Linked DNA regions of Canis lupus: region 1 is linked to region 2. Evidence: chromatin contacts called from public Hi-C data. All regions are on one chromosome and are shown on one strand. The core of a region is the stretch at or near the end of the contact, and the rest is flanking DNA. Distances in the headings are between cores, read along the strand shown. Region 1 holds the start of CLK3 (dual specificity protein kinase CLK3). Region 2 holds the start of UBL7 (ubiquitin-like protein 7).

Region 1 (7,703 bases), core at 147-2,646, 130 kb before region 2:
AAGTCAGCCTTTCATTAGCAAGATTAAAAAAGATTCCAGGTAACACCTCCGAGTCTATGTTAGGACAGAAACAATATATTTTTTAAGCCTCTTCCAAGAGGAGAAAGAGCCCTGGGTAGAAAAACCCCAACTAAATCCTAGTGCTGCCACTCTGTGGCCTCGGGACCTGACACAAGTCACGCTAGGCCTTGGTCACCACACCTGAACCCTGGAGACAACGCCGGCCGGCCCACCTGGCAGGAGGTGACAAGGAGGAGCGCTCCCCGCACCGCACAAGGGATCCAGGGCAGGTGGCCTCTCCTTCAACGCATGCTAGACCCAAGCGCTGGGAGCAAGATGCCCCCGTCTACCGTCCTCATCCACGACCTCGGATGCTCTGAGACCCCAGCAAGCCGGCTACTTAGGGGTCACAGTCAGGTCCAGGAGGCTCTGCTCTTGCAGCGAAGAGGGAGACCACGTAAAGGAAGCCAGGCCGGGCTGGCAAGCGGAGCAGCGGCGGGCGCCTCTGCGCTCCCGGGCCCGCCGCACCAGCGCCCCGGTTGCTTCTGGCCGCCGCCGCCGCACCGCCGCGGCCTCAAACCCGCCGCCTTCCGAGCCGCTGCCACCGAGGGAAACGCTCCTCCTTTTCAAGGGCACGGAGGAGGGAAGCTGGAAGGCCGCCAGCCCCGCCTCGACGGGGGCCCGGCGCAGGCAGCTCCCTCCCCGGCTCCGCAACGGGGCGCCCGCGCCCGGAACCAGCGCGCCCCGAGCCCCCGAGCGCCCCGGCCCGGCCCCTCCCCCGGCCGGAGCGGCTCCCCCCGCGGCTCCCCCGGCGGCTGCATCCGCGGCTCCCCCCGCCGCCGGGCCCCGCTCGCGTCCCTTCCTGGCGCCCCTGCGGCCCCGGGCCCCGGGCCCCTTCCCCGTAACCGCCGCACCGGGCGGGGGGCCGGCCTCAACCGCGATCCAACTCCGGGCGGCGCGGGGAGGAGCCTGCGGGCCTCGCGCAGGGGCCGCGGGAGGGTCCGAGGCCCGCGCAGGCCCCGGGGGGACCCCGCTCCCGGCCGCCCGGCGCTCAGACGCCGCGGCCCGACACCCGCACCGGCTCCGCGGGGCCCGGAGGTCGCGGTCTGCGGCGGCCGCCCCTCCGGAGAAGCCGCGGGTCAGGGGTGAGAGGTCGGGGCCGCGGCCAGGGGCGGGCCGAGGAGGAGGAGGAGGAGGGGCCGGGACCCACCCGGGGCCAGAGGCCCGCGCCCGGCGCGCCCGCCTCACCCCCCGCCGCCGCCGCGGGCCCGCACTCACCGTGGCCCAGGATCCGGCTGCGGCTAGGCCCCACTCCCCGCTCCGAGCGCCTCTTCCGCTTCCGGCTCGGCCTCCGCCGCGCGGCCCCGCCCCTCGCGTGACGCGGCGCTCGGCGGGCCCCGCCCGGCGGCCCGGCCTCTCTAGCCCGTCCGTCGGAGGCTCGGGGGGCGGGGACCGGCCTCTCTAGCCCGTCTCTCGGAGGCTCTGGGGGGCGGGGACGGGCCTCTCTAGCCCTTCTCTCGGAGGCTCTGGGGGACCGGCCTCTCTAGCCCGTCCCTCGAAGGCTCGGAGGAACCGGCCTCTCTAGTCCATCCCTCGGAGGCTCGGGGGGCGGGGACCGGCCTCTCTAGCCCGTCCCTCGGAGGCTCGGAGGAACCGGCCTCTCTAGTCCATCCCTCGGAGGCTCGGGGGGCGGGGACCGGCCTCTCTAGCCCGTCCCTCGGAGGCTCTGGCGGGGGGAACCGGCCTCTCTAGCCCGTCCCTCGGAGGCTCTGGGGGACCGGCCCCGCCGCCGTGCGCACTGGTTCCGGGGGACCGAGAGGCCGCCCCTGGCCGCGGTCCGCCGTCCGCGTGTCGCGACGCACGTAGGCCCCGAGCCTCGACCGGGGAGCCGGCCCGGCGGCGGGCGCTGGGGGCCGGGAGGTGGGGCCCGCCGCGGAGCCCACCCCGCCCCGCCCCGCCCCGCCCGGTTTCGCGGCGGCCCCGGGCCCGAGGGCGCGGACCGGCCCGGCTCTGCGTGTGCCGCGGCACCGGGTGCGGCGGGGCCCTGGGTTCAGGAGGCCGCGGCCGGGCCCTCGACGCCCCCCGTGCCCAGGCCGCGCGGTCGGCCCCGCCGTGAGAGCCTCTTTGCTACGGGGGATGAAGCGTCGCGGGTGCGGGCGAAGGCGGAGTGGGGGGACGTGGCGGGGCGAAGCGCACGGCCCCTCCCGCAGGACGGGCTCCAGCAGCGCCTCTGCGGCCCGCGCCCACCAAGCCTTCTCTGGGTGCGAGAGTGCGGCCTGGCTCAGGGGCTGCGGGGGGACCCGCAGCGGCTCCCGCCCCCGGCTCGGCCCCTGCCTGCCGGGCTGCAGCTCCCGGCCTCCCGCCCCGCCCCCTCGACTCTCCACGGCCGCCTTTGCCTTCCCTGGGCAGTGAATTCCCCTTTGAGCCTGGGCGCGGGGAGCCCGGGAAGCCTCCGTGGGCGCTGCAGGGACAGCCAGGCCCCCTCCCCGTGTCCGGGCCCTGGGCGCTGTGCCTTCGTCCGCTCCGGCTGCACCGGCTCCACCCGGCCGCCGCCACCCGCAGCAAGCAGGCAGGTGCGGGTTCCCAGTAAGCGCTGGGGGCCGTCCTTGGGGCCCGCCTGGTTTTAGCGGGAAGACCGAGCCCACAGCCGTGGTGCAGTGGGTGCTGCCCGCCCCCCCTCCCCGGTGCCAGGGGCCGTCGTCAGGCCCTGCAAGGTGCTGAAACGTGGAGAGAGCGCGGAGGGGCTGCAAGGATGTGGCCTGGCGTCAGGGTGACAGCAGGGAGAGGGCTGGCGGGTGGCGGCGATCCTGAGCCCCAGTCTGGGAACAGGAGCGAGGAGCGAGCAAGTCAGGGGGCGGGGGAGCTCGGCCCGGAGCCTCTCCTCAGTGGGCGCCCTCTCCCGGGCCCACGCAGCTGGGGCAGGGGCTGTGGGTGGAAGGACAGTGGTAGGAACCCGAGGCTCCGGCCCAGAGGTGAAGCGAGGCTGAGCGGTCCCGTTGCCAAGCTGGTGGCTGGTGGCGCCCGGGGCCCCCATCGTACAGCCAAAGCTGTGGAAGCCTGGGGCGTGCCGAGGCGCTAAGCTGGTTTAAGGCCTTCTGACCCCCACGTTAGAGCTAAATCATGGGTCCCGGACACCCGTACTGGGGGGGGCGAGCAGCAGGGCCCAGTTTGCAGCGGTCCCGCTTCCTGACCTGGGGCAACTGGCATCCCCTGCTGAGCTTCGGTTCCGCTGCCCCAGCCGGGGAGGCCCGATGAGCTTGGTGGTCAGCAAGTGGCCGGGCCAGTCAGCCCCACGGCGTTTGGAAGCCGTTGGACGAGAGATCTGCTTAGTGGGCTCGAGGCTGATGTTGGTTTGAAATCTGAAAACGCTGGGCCCCGGGGCCGCCAGGGTTATAGGGGGCCATCAGGGTTATAGGGGGCCGTCAGGGTTATAGGGGGCCATCAGGGTTATAGGAGGCCGCCAGGGTTATAGGGGGCCGCCAGGGTTATAGGGGGCCGTCAGGGCTATAGGGGGCCGCCAGGGTTATAGGGGGCCGTCAGGGTTAGGTGCGCGCTCAGCCCCGGGGCCTCGGAGCCGCTGCTCGGAGGGCAGGACTGCCCCACCCCGGGGCGCACACAGAGGCAGAGCCCGTGGCCCTGGAGGCTGCCCCATGTCCCCCTGGCACGCCTGCTCCTGGAGGCCCACCGAAGGGTGCAGGGGCATCGGGGCCGGGTCGAAGCCTGACCCCCCCCTTTCCTGGCAGGTGCTCAGCCCAGGAGCCAGCCAGAGGCTGTCAGAAGGACCGTGGGTGTGGCCGGCAGGGGCGGCCGTGCAGGCAGCACAGGTGCTGCAGAGGCGGGATGCGAGCTGGGACTCCGCGGGGCCCTGGGGGGCTCCTGGCCCAGCCGTCTCCCGCCCCCCCCCCTGCAGTCTTCCTTGCTTATCCACAGCCCCGGTACGTCCCCTGAGCTAGCAGGGTCCTCTTCCCAGGCTGAGGGCTCCAGAATGCTCAGGGCTGGGGCCCACATCTGGGTCGTGTTCTCACCATGGAAGAAGGCTTGTCAAGGTCTGGGCTTCCAAAGGAGACAGATGGGAATCAGGTCCCCAGCAGGGCTGCTGTGCTGCATGTCGCCTCCGCGAATGGCGCCCCCTGGAGGTGTGTGGTGCACTACCTGGTGTGACTGGGGGCACCCTGGAGGCAAAGGAAGGGCTGGGGTCCCTGCCTTGGGAGACTTGGAGGGAGCAAGGGAGGTGGCTGGCTTTGGCCCAGTGGACAGAAGGATTCCCTTCAAGGCCCAGTTGCCCCTGGTGAAAGCTACGGTCCCCAGGGGAGAGGAGGGTGAAGGTTCATGCAAGCTGAAGGTCCTAGGGGAGGTACCCAGCACCCGTGCCACATGGGAGGGTGTGGGCAGTGCTACCCTGTGACAGCCTAGTGACCTGGGGGTCTCAGCCCGCAGCTGACCCCTCCTAGAGCTCCTGCTCCCTCCCGTGCCTGGGGTCACCCTGGGGAGCCACCTGGCAGCCTGTCTGCTCCTGCCTCCCAGCCCTTATTCCACGACAGCGTCCTGTTGCTGGAGCTCCAAAGCCATCAGCGGCCCGTCCGCCTCAGGTCCGGCTGGCAGTGGAGGGCCACACATCTGGGGCCCGTAGCGATAATAGTTGGGCACCCCCTCCGCACTGTGTCCCTTGTGTGTGAGCCAGGGCACAGGTCCATGCTGGGCTGGCGGCGGGCCCTGGCTGGGCTCATCACAGCAGAGCCAGCCTGCTCCATCGGGGTCCGCAGGCGCGGCTGCGCCCGGGGGCAGGGACGGCCCTCACCAGCGCCCTGGGCAGCACCCCACTCCCGCCCCTGGCCCACCTGGAGCCGGAGAGGCACAGTGGCCAGGGGGCCCAGGGACAGGAGTAGAGGAGGCCAGACCAGGACGCGAAAGACAAGCCAGGGCACCCAGTCCTGGGGCAGATCCTGCTGCTGTGGGCGGGGTGGAGAAGGCGCAGCTGTGTTTGGAGCAGAGGAGCCAACAGCCCCCCCTTGGCCCGGGGCCTCTTCTAAGTGGACGCGGGCACGGCCCTGAACGTGGCCCTGCCTTATACTCTATTCTCTGGCCTTCGTTCTTGGAGCAGCAGCAGGGAAGGAAGAAGGCAAGAAAGAGGCTTCCGTGCAGCCCAGAGAGGGACCCCCTTCCCCCCCCGCCCCCGCCAAGCATTTGGGAAGTCACCCCCGCTCTTCAGGGCCTGGATGGAGTCTGAGTCCCCACCCAGGCTCAGGACGCAACCTTCCTATAGGAGCAGCTGCTCGTGCTTGCCCAGGTTGCCCAAGAGCCCTGGCAGGGCTGGCCCCACAGGGTGTGCAGGGCGCCGACCGAGCAAGCCTGTGCCCACCTGTGCCAGGGGGCAGAGAAGCAGGGGAGTCTAGGCCCCGCCCTTGGGGGATTCCGAAGCCGGGTGACCGTGAGGAAGAGAGAACATCCAGGAGGGACGGACCGGAGCAGGACGTCCCCACAGCACGCTCCAGCACCGCCGCACTCGGGGTCCCACGAAGAGCATCCTTTGTTGACAGCGTGCAGCCTGGTGCCGCCCGGTCCAGAGCCGAGGCCTGGAGCTCGGAGCAGCGTCCGTGGGCTGCGGTCAGGGGGGGCCTCCTGGAGGAGTTGGGTGCTGGGGAGGAGGGAAGCAGGGGCTGCGGTAGGGGCGGGCTGCCCGAGCGCAGGCCTGGCACACGGAGCCACAGCCCTGGTGGAGGTGCAGCTGTTGACTGGGTGGAGTGGGGGGTCCCCCCAGGTGAGCGGGAGGCTGGGGGGAGGCGCCGGTGGCCGCTGCAGTGACTGCCTCGGAGGCGGTGCTGGCAGAGGGCCCTGTGCAGGCCCCAGGGGCTGCGGGGGTGGGGGTGCTGCTCGGTCCCACCCTCCTATTGTCCCCGCTGGACTGGGGGCCCGGCTCTCACGCTGGGCGAGGTGGCCCTGTGGGCAGGAGGTGGGCCAGCCCCGTCTCCTCCGGCTGGAACAGCCCTGAGCCCCAAACCCTGACTCACGTGGCCGAAGCCAGGCTCCCTTCCCCAGGGATCAGTCCCCCTGGTTGTCCCGGTTTGGGCCCTTTCGGGGCAGCGTGTGGGAAATCTTTCAGCTTCAGCAAGTCCTGCCTCTGCCACACGTGGCCAAAGCCCTGCTGCCGGCCCAGGGCCAGGCTGGGGGCAGAGGGGAGAGGACCCTAGCTGCGGGGCTCAAGTCGGGGTGCTCAGCGGTGGAAGTGCCTGGGACCGAGGCTCCCGTGTGTGTAGGGGACCGCAGAGGAGGCATCTCCACCCTAGTCCCCTCCCCAGCCGGTGAGACCTAGCGAGCACATCTGTGCCACTTGGAAAGAAGCCACCGGAAGTGGGTTGGGGTGACCTGGGGCCCCCGCAGTGCCCGGACAGCTCCATTTCTACTAGCACACCCCAGGCCTCGGAGGTACCGCGCCCCCTCACGGGCAGCTGGGGGGCTGAGCACAAGAAGGCTCGGGGCGCCAGGTGGCGGTTGCCCCGACTCCTGCAGGAGAGCTGCAGAGCGGCCGCAGGTGCAGGAGCCCCGGCCTCCCCGGCCTCCCTCCCTGCACGCCCCTCCACCCGCTCTTCCCCGCTGCCCAGTCTCTCCCACTGCAAGCCAGTTAGGCGCCTCCAGCTCTTAGGACGCCCCCTAGCTTGATGCTACACCCCCTCATTCTGCTTCTAACTCCTGTGCCCCGGCGCCCGCCCACCCTTCCTTGCCTGCACCCAACACGACCGCCCGTCGGGCCCCCTGCTGTGCGCCGGAGGACCAAGGTCAGATCAGACCACCCCTCGTCCCCAGAGCTCGTGGTTTGGGGCCACACACCCACTGAGTGGGTAGAAGTTGCCACTGACAATGCCTGGCGCGGGTGCGGGGGGGGAGCCGGTGGGGGAGAGCTGGTGGGGGAGTCCTCCGCATGGGGCGTGTTCCGGAGCCCCGGGCTGGTGCAGCTGGAGATCGGGCTCCACAGGCCAGGCTCCGCACAGACCCAGGAACCTGTACTTACGGGTGTGAGAGGACGGTGTGGGGACCCCCTCCGTGGCCAGCGACAGAGCGAGACACGGGCTTTGGGGAAGGAAAACCCCTGGATGGCTGCCGGGATCCAGAGGCGGGGCGGGGGCTGGAGGCTGCCTGGGGGGCGGTACGGAGCCCACCTGGGATCAGGGCCCTCAAGGAGCCCTTCCTGGTGACCCGAGTCTTTCCCAGACCTGAAATCAGGGGCCTGGTGCAAGAGTGGGGTGCCCGGGCTCTGCCGCAGTCAGCAGCCACTTTTCCTCGACGGCCCAGGCTCTCGGTCTGTGTGGTGAGCCCCGCACGCCCTGCCTGCCCCTCCGTGGGGCTTCAGGGCTCAGGTGCCGCCGTGGGGCGTGGGCAGCCCACGTGTCCAAGTGGACGAGCGCCTTGCACTCGGGGCTGAGCTGGATGCCGGGGAGCAGGGCACGGCTGGCGCTGAGATTGGGTCAGGAACCCCCAGGTCAGCGTGGCCCGGGCCTGCCCACAGCCCCGAATGAGAACGAGAAGCCGGACGGGAGGCGGGTGTCCCTGAGTCCCAGCCCTGGCCCCGTCCCACAGGCGCAGGCCGTGGCAAAGCTCCCCCGCCCCTGAGTCTGCGCAGGGATGAGCTCCCTGCCACACTCCCCCCCTGCGGAGGCCTGGGGCCAGACAAGCCCGCTCCCCTCAGCTCCGGCCACAGTCCCGAGGGA
Region 2 (7,295 bases), core at 4,552-7,051:
TTTGTATGTTGAACTATCTTTGCATTCTGGGAATAATCCCATGCGGTCATGGTGTATAATCCTTTGCATATGCCACTGAATTGTTTGCTAGGATTTTGTGGAGGATTTTTGCATGGATGCTCATGACATTTGGGTGTGGTTCTTTCTTTCTTTCTTTCTTTCTTTCTTTCTTTCTTTCTTTCTTTCTTTCTTTCTTTTTTTTATTTAAAGACTTATTTATTCAAGAGAGACACAGAGAGGCAGAGACATAGGCAGAGGGAGAAGCAGGCTCCATGCAGGGAGCCCGATGTGGGACTTGATCCCGGGACTCCAGGATCACACCCTGGGCCAAAGGCAGACGCTCAATGGCTGAGCCACCCAGGGATCCCTGCTGTCTGGTTTTGATAACAGGGTAATGCCTTTGTAAACTGAGTTGGGAAGTGTTCTCTCCTTTTCAGTTTTTTGCAAAAGTTTGAGAAAGATTGGTATTAGTTCTTTAAATGTTTGGTAGAATTCACCAACGAAGCCATTAGGTTCAGGGCTTTTCTTTGTTGGATTGTTTGGGTTTTAAGCAAAGTGTTACTCAAAACTTCTCAGCACCCTCTAGTTGTCAGATGTTGGGAAATTTTTTTATTACTGATTCAGTCTCCTTACTAGTTATAGTTCTATTCGGATCTTCTATTTCTTCATGATTTAGTCTTGGTGGGTTTGTGTTTCTAGAAATTTGTCCATTTTTAAAAGATTTTATTTATTCATTTGACAGAAGGAGTGAGAGAGCACAAGCAGGGGGTCAGTAGAGAGAGAAGGAGAAGCAGATCCTGCACTGAGCAGGGAGCCCAATGTGGGACTCTACCCCAGGACCCTGGACTCATGACCTGAGCTGAAGGTAGATGCCTGCCTGAGCCACCCAGGTGCCCCGAATTTGTCCATTTCATCAATGTTACCCAATTTGTTAGCATACAATTGTTCCAGTACTCTCTTGCAGTTTTTTTTTATTTCTGTAGAATCAGTGGTAATGTCCCCACTTCCATTTTTCAAAAGATTTTATTTACTTATTTGACACAGAGAGAGCACACACAGGGGAAGAGGGACAAACTGACTCTGTCGAGCAAGGGGCCTGACACAGGGCTTGATCCCAGGACCCTGGGATCACAACCCAAGCCGAAGGCAGATATTTAACCGACTGAGGCACCTCTCCACTTTCATTTCTGATGTGAATGATTTGTCTTCTCTTTTTTTCAGTCCATCTAGCTAAAGTTTGTCAATTTTGTTGTTTTTTTCAAACAACTAACTTCTGGTTTCATTGGTATTTCTCTTCTGTATTTCATTTCTCTCTGCTCTAGTCTTTATTATGTCCTTTCTTCTGCTAGCTTTGGGCTTAGTTTGTTCTTTTTCTAGTTCCTTAAGATGTAAGGTAGGTTGCTGATTTGAGAACTTTTCTTGTTTTTTAACATAAGCATTCATAGCTATTCATAATAAACAACAGGGAAGAAGTCAAATCTCATACAAGATTATTGTATGAAAAAGAGAATAAGGAGCAGAATTACATCCTTATTAGCAGTGAAAGCATACCAATAGGATATGAGCAAGAGACATAAATGACAATCACTTATTTCAAAATGACCGAGACGATCTTTCCTTTTTTTTTTAATGTATGCTCGGGCAGCTCCGGTGGTGCAGCAGGTTAGCGCTGCCTGCGGCCCAGGATGTTATCCTGGAGACCTGGGATCGAGTCCACGTCAGGCTCCTGCATGGAGCCTGTTTCTCCCTCTGCCTGTGTCTCTGCCTCTCTCTCTCTCTGTGTCTCTATGAATAAATAAATAAAAATCTTTAAAAAAAATGTATGCTCCATGCCCAGCGTAGAGCCCAGTATGGGACTTGAACTCACAACCCTGTGATCAAGACCTGAACTGAAATTGAGTTGGTCACCCAACAGGCTCTGGTGCCCCAAATGAACTAAAAGATCTTAAGGAAATGGTATGTGATATGAAAGCATAACATCAATTAGGACGAGGAAAGCTCAGAAATGAAGTGAAAGAGCTCAGAAAAGAATATACAAATAAAAGAAGAAAAATACAAAATAAAGCCTAAAACAAAAGGAACACAAGGAGGAATAAATACGGCAGGTAACGCTATAAGAGAAATATAAGGAGGAAAGAAGGAACATCTAAAAAATAAAAAAGGAAGATATAAAGGATTGGAGAAAAAGCAAAAAATATTGAAGAGAGAACAAAGATCCAACATATGAATAACAAGAGTCTTCTTAAGAAGCAAATCAGAGCAAGAGAAAACTTGTAATTCTAAAACTTATAATTCAAAAAAGTTGTCATGAAATTTTTAAAAATCGATGTTATGTTTTGAAAGATCTTACCATTTGCCTGAGATAACTGACCTAGAACGAGTGACACCAAGGCATAGTTTGGCAAAATTACCAGAACTTATAGAAAAAGAAAATTATTTTTGAGAATTTAAATTTTTATTTTATTTTTAAAAATATTTTATTTATTTATTCATGAGAGGCACAGAGAGAGAAAGACACACACAGGCAGAGGGAGAAGCAGGCTCCTCACAAGGAGCCCGATGTGGGACTTGATGCCGGGACTCCAGGATCTCGCCCTGAGCCAAAGGCAGACACTCAACTGCTGAGCTACCCGGTCATCCCAAAATTTTATTTTTATTAGAGAGAGAGCGCATGAGTGCATGTGAGTTGGGGAAAAAGGAGCAGAGGGAGAAGAAGAGAGAAAAAAATCTTCAGCAGTTTCCACATTCAGTGCAGAGCCCAATGTGAGGCTCTATCTCACAACCCTGAGATGATGACCTGAGCTGAAATCAAGTCAGGCTTAACTGACTGAGCCAGCCAGATGCCCCAAGAAAGAAATATATTTGATGAAACTAGGAGCAAGTAAAAAGGGCAAACAAATTGCAAGGGAAAGAAAATTCGGTTTTCATCATAAGAAAATGAAATATCTTGAGGAAAGAAAATGTGAACCCAAAATTTTATGTTTAGATAATTGATTTTTACATGTAAAGGCTATTGCTATGAAAAAGCTCCAGGAATATTGTAACCCTTCCTGGGAAATCTAGTACAGAGTGAGTTTCAATGGTAAAAAAAAAAAAAAAACAAAAAAAACAAAAAAAAAACAAACACTAGTTGTGAACATTAAACACAGAATTCCTTGGAGAACTAAAAGTGTTACAAGAGGGATGCCTCGGTGGCTCCGTTGGTTGAGTGTCTGCCTTCAGCTCGGGGTCCTGGGATTGAGCTCCACATCAGGCTCCCTGCTAAGCAGGGAGTCTGCTTCTCCTTATCCTGCTCCCCTTGCTTGTGCTCTCTCTCTTTGTCAAATAAATAAATAAAACATATTTTTAAAAAGTATTAAAAGGAAGAAGGTATTTAATGGTATAGATTCAGATAATACATAATATGTCTGTTGAAGTAGAGACGAGTGGAAGGGGTAGAGTGAAAAGTATGTGCAAAAGAAAATTTTTAACTTTTCTCCTCTTTTTAATTTTAAAAGTTTTTTTATTTTTAAATTATTTTTATTTTTAAAAAATATTTTATTTATTTATTCATGAGAGACAGAGAGAAAGAGAGAGAGAAAGAGAGAGAGAGAGAGAGAGAGAGAGAGGCAGAGACACAGGCAGAGGGAGAAGCAGGCTCCATGCAGGGAGCCTGACGTGGGACTCCATCCTGGGACCTGAGGATCACGCCCACTCAACTGCTGAGTCACCCAGGCGTCCCTAATTTAAAAAGTTATTCATTGATTTAAGCAATCTCTATACCCAATGTGGGGATCGAACTCATGACTTGGAGATCAAGAGTCACATGCTCTTCAACTGAGTCAACCAGACACTCCTTACACCTTTCTTAACAATTATATTGGTGATGATTGTACTCTTATTTTGGAGAGTGTTATTTATATAATGTGGGCTAAAGTAAATGAGTAATTATGGCTTACCCCTATGTTCTGTTTTTTTTTTTTAACATTCTTAGTTTATTAATCCTCTCATGAAAAATCTGCAGAATCATCACAGATAAAGCCACTGCAGAATCTTTACTCCTTCTGTTGTCCAATCTCCAGCTCACTTTTTGCCAGCACCAACATTGGCTTTTGCAGTCCCCCTGACTTTCTTCATTCTGTTTTTGCATTCTTTGCGCTGTTTTCTTGATGTCTTTTTCTTCTCATACAGGCCATGTCTTGCAAGTCTATGTTTGGGTTCATTTTTCTTTGCATAATCCAAGGAATCATAAATCATGCCAAAGCCAGTTGTCTTGTCACCACCAGGATGGGTTCTGAATCCAAATACAAATATGACATCTGGTGTGGTCTTGTACATTTTGGCTAGTTTTTCCCGAATTTCTGTCTTAGGTACTGTTGCCTTCCCGGGGTGAGGAACATCAATGAGCATCTGTTTCTGCTGAAGTGGTTGGTCATGAACTTCCTGGTCTGGATAGTTACTGTGTCGTTCATGATGGTGGCCAAGCTTCAAGCAGCCGGGGAGGAAAAGAGATACCCCTATGTTCTTGAGAACTAAGAATCTCAGTGTGGAAGACAGGAAATAAACATGCAACATAGAAAAGATTATGAACCCCCCCCCCCTGCAGCCTTGAATTTGAAGGAACCATATAAACTTTTTATCTCTATAAAGATCTAGATCTCTTTCTAGCTCTGACCACCAAAGCACCTTAGAAATAATGAGCAATCTAGTAGCACTAAGCATCTCTAGGTGTTGATTGGGATCTTGCAATACAATTTCCCACTAACAACCATTTGACCTTCTTGAAGGAATGGCTCATTTTGGGTTTGGGGCAGGAATTGTACAAGATGAGTCTAGGACTCTTGTCATGACAGTGTGGAAACCATCAAAAACTTCCAGGACTGTATGTTAAAAGGACTCAGCCTCAAGTTGAAAAGGCCTGGGACACCTGGGTGGCTCAGCAGGTGAGCGTCTGCCTTTGGCCCAGGGCATGATCCTGGAGTCCCAGGATTGAGTCCCGCATCGGGCTCCTGCGAGGAGCCTGCTTTTGCCTCTACCTGTGTCTCTGCCTCTCTCTCTCGGTGTCTCTCATGAATAAATAAGTAAAATCTAAAAAACCAAAAAACAAAACACCATTAAGCGTGTGAAAGAGCAAGCCAACCACTGGGAAGATATTCATAATACACATTCTTGACGAGGACCTACATTTGTGCAATTCTTAATTTCAGTGACGATACCTATTTCTAAAAGTTATTTTTGGTTCTTCTCAAATATGCCTGTTCTTTTTTTCATCATGTCTTAACTCTTAAAGGCTTGATATCTTCTTCAGTTTATTTACTATTTATTTATTATTTATTATTCATTTATTTTCATTTATTATTTTTAATTTAATTTATTTTTTATTCATTTATTTTTATTTATTATTTTTAATTTAATTTATTTATTATTTATTTATTATTTATATTTATTCATATTTATTTATATTTATCTATCTATTTACTTACTTACTTATTTATGACACACAGAGGCAGGCTCCATGCAGGGAGCCCGACGCGGGACTCGATCCCGGGTCTCCAGGACCAGGCCCTGGGCTGAAGGCGGCGCTAAACCGCTGAGCCACCCGGGCTGCCCCTTCTTCCACATTTGAGCGCTCATCCTAACTTCCGTGCAAACACAATGCAATTCTTATTTTTTATTTTTTATTTTTTTTACAATGCAATTCTTACAGTGCATCCAAAATATGCAGCTTCTCGCGACTCCTGGGGTGCCCAGCGGTGGAGTCTCCGCGCGGGAAATTTCAAGCGGCCCGGAGGCCACGCCCCCCCGCGTGGGTTGACCGGAAGCCGAGTAGGCGGCCGGCGCCTCGGGAGGGGCGGGGCCGCCGCAGAAAGACTGCAACTCCCAGAATGCAGCGCGGGACTTCCGGTTTCCGGCGAGTGGCCCGGAGCGTGTTTACACCGGCGGCTCTGCGGCCGGGTTCCTTCCGCGGGACGGGTGAGGGCGCTGGGGGCCCCGGGCCGCGCGGGCCCGACGAGCGTCCACTACTTAGCAGCCCCCGTGGGGGCGGCGGGGTCGTCGCCTGCGACACAGCGTCCCTGCCCCGCTGCTGGCTGGCTGTAACCTTGGGCCAGGGGCTTCGGTGCCCTGGTCTGTACTGTGCGTGATAAGGCCCTTCAGGGAGCAGCTGGGAGGAGCAAGTGAGATACGGGGTCATGATCCTGACCACGGCCCGCCCTGCCCTAGGAGGGTCTCCCACCCGCAGGAGTCTCTGACTCATTTTTCTGGACACATCGGCCAAACACTGGGACGAAGAGGCAGAAATTCTCTTCTTTGCTTTCACGGCAGGGCCTCCCAAGAATGGGAATGGGGTGGGGGGTTGGGCATTAAATAAGTATTTGCAAGCGTTTGCTTACAAAGGGGGGTGTGGGGACGTCAGAGGGCAGGGAGACGGGACGGAGGAGGTTGTATTTGAAGGATCCAGGTAGGAGTCGGCAGAGCTAACAGATGGTTCCAGGAGGGAGCTGGGGGGGGGGGGGGCGGATAGGGGGTGGAGGATGGGAGAAGTAGGTGATGAGCAGGATGAGCAGGGAGTGCTGTAAATTGGTGAGTCGCTGTATTGGACGCTTGAAAGGAATGCAAACGCTTGAGTAGAAAACACTAAAGTGATGGGTTGAGGGGCAGCGTGGATATTGGACAGGGAGAGAGGCAAGAGGCAGGGAACTTGTTATACAGAATTGAGGAAGAAGCAAATTGAACTCCAATTAAAAAAATATATATATATATATCATGTAAGAAAGACACACCTAACTCTGGGAAATGAACAAGGGGTAGTGGAAGGGGAGGTGGGCAGGAAGGTTGGGGAGACTGGGTGACGGGCACTGAAGGGGGCACTTGGTGGGATGAGCACTGGGTGTTATGCTACATGTTGGCAAATTGAACTCCAATAAAATTTTTTTTTTTAAATCATGTAAGAAAAGAATTGATGAAGAAAATTGGCAATAAGGAGCATACATAGGGAGAGGGTTGGATGATCTCGTTTGAACCTCACAACATTTCCTATTAGGTGAGATGGGGTTTTTATGTCCACTTTAAAGATTGAAGGAACTGAGGCCTAGAAAACTGAAGTCTTATGCTGTTTCTCATAGGATGAGTAAGGAGAGGGAGGACTCACAGATTCTGGTTCTGGCCTGAGGTTGCGTCCTGTGTTTTTCTCCAACAGTGTCACACTGAATTCGCAGTTCATTCAACCCCTGGGTGGGGGTGGGCATGGGGGTGAGGGTGGGGTAGGGAGGGGTAGGGTGGTGGTCTGCCCTGTAACCACTCAGGCTTTGTTCCTT

Evidence for each region. Hi-C and Micro-C count contacts between places; a contact is called where the count stands out from the background.
Region 1: a contact with region 2 is called in a Hi-C map of blood, with 3 times the contacts expected there. The contact joins the promoter of CLK3 here to the promoter of UBL7 in region 2. A contact is called at or near these places in 2 of 9 Hi-C or Micro-C datasets (amygdala and blood).

The regions. Positions count from the first base shown.
Region 1 is chr30:38,139,669-38,147,371 of UU_Cfam_GSD_1.0, reverse strand. CLK3 (dual specificity protein kinase CLK3) reads right to left here and starts at 1,396. Exons shown (of 13, transcript XM_038580987.1): 1 at 1,279-1,396. It also overlaps LOC102154979.
Region 2 is chr30:38,014,823-38,022,117 of UU_Cfam_GSD_1.0, reverse strand. It overlaps UBL7 (ubiquitin-like protein 7), which reads left to right and starts at 5,801. Exons shown (of 12, transcript XR_005381875.1): 1 at 5,801-5,952. It also overlaps the pseudogene LOC106558048.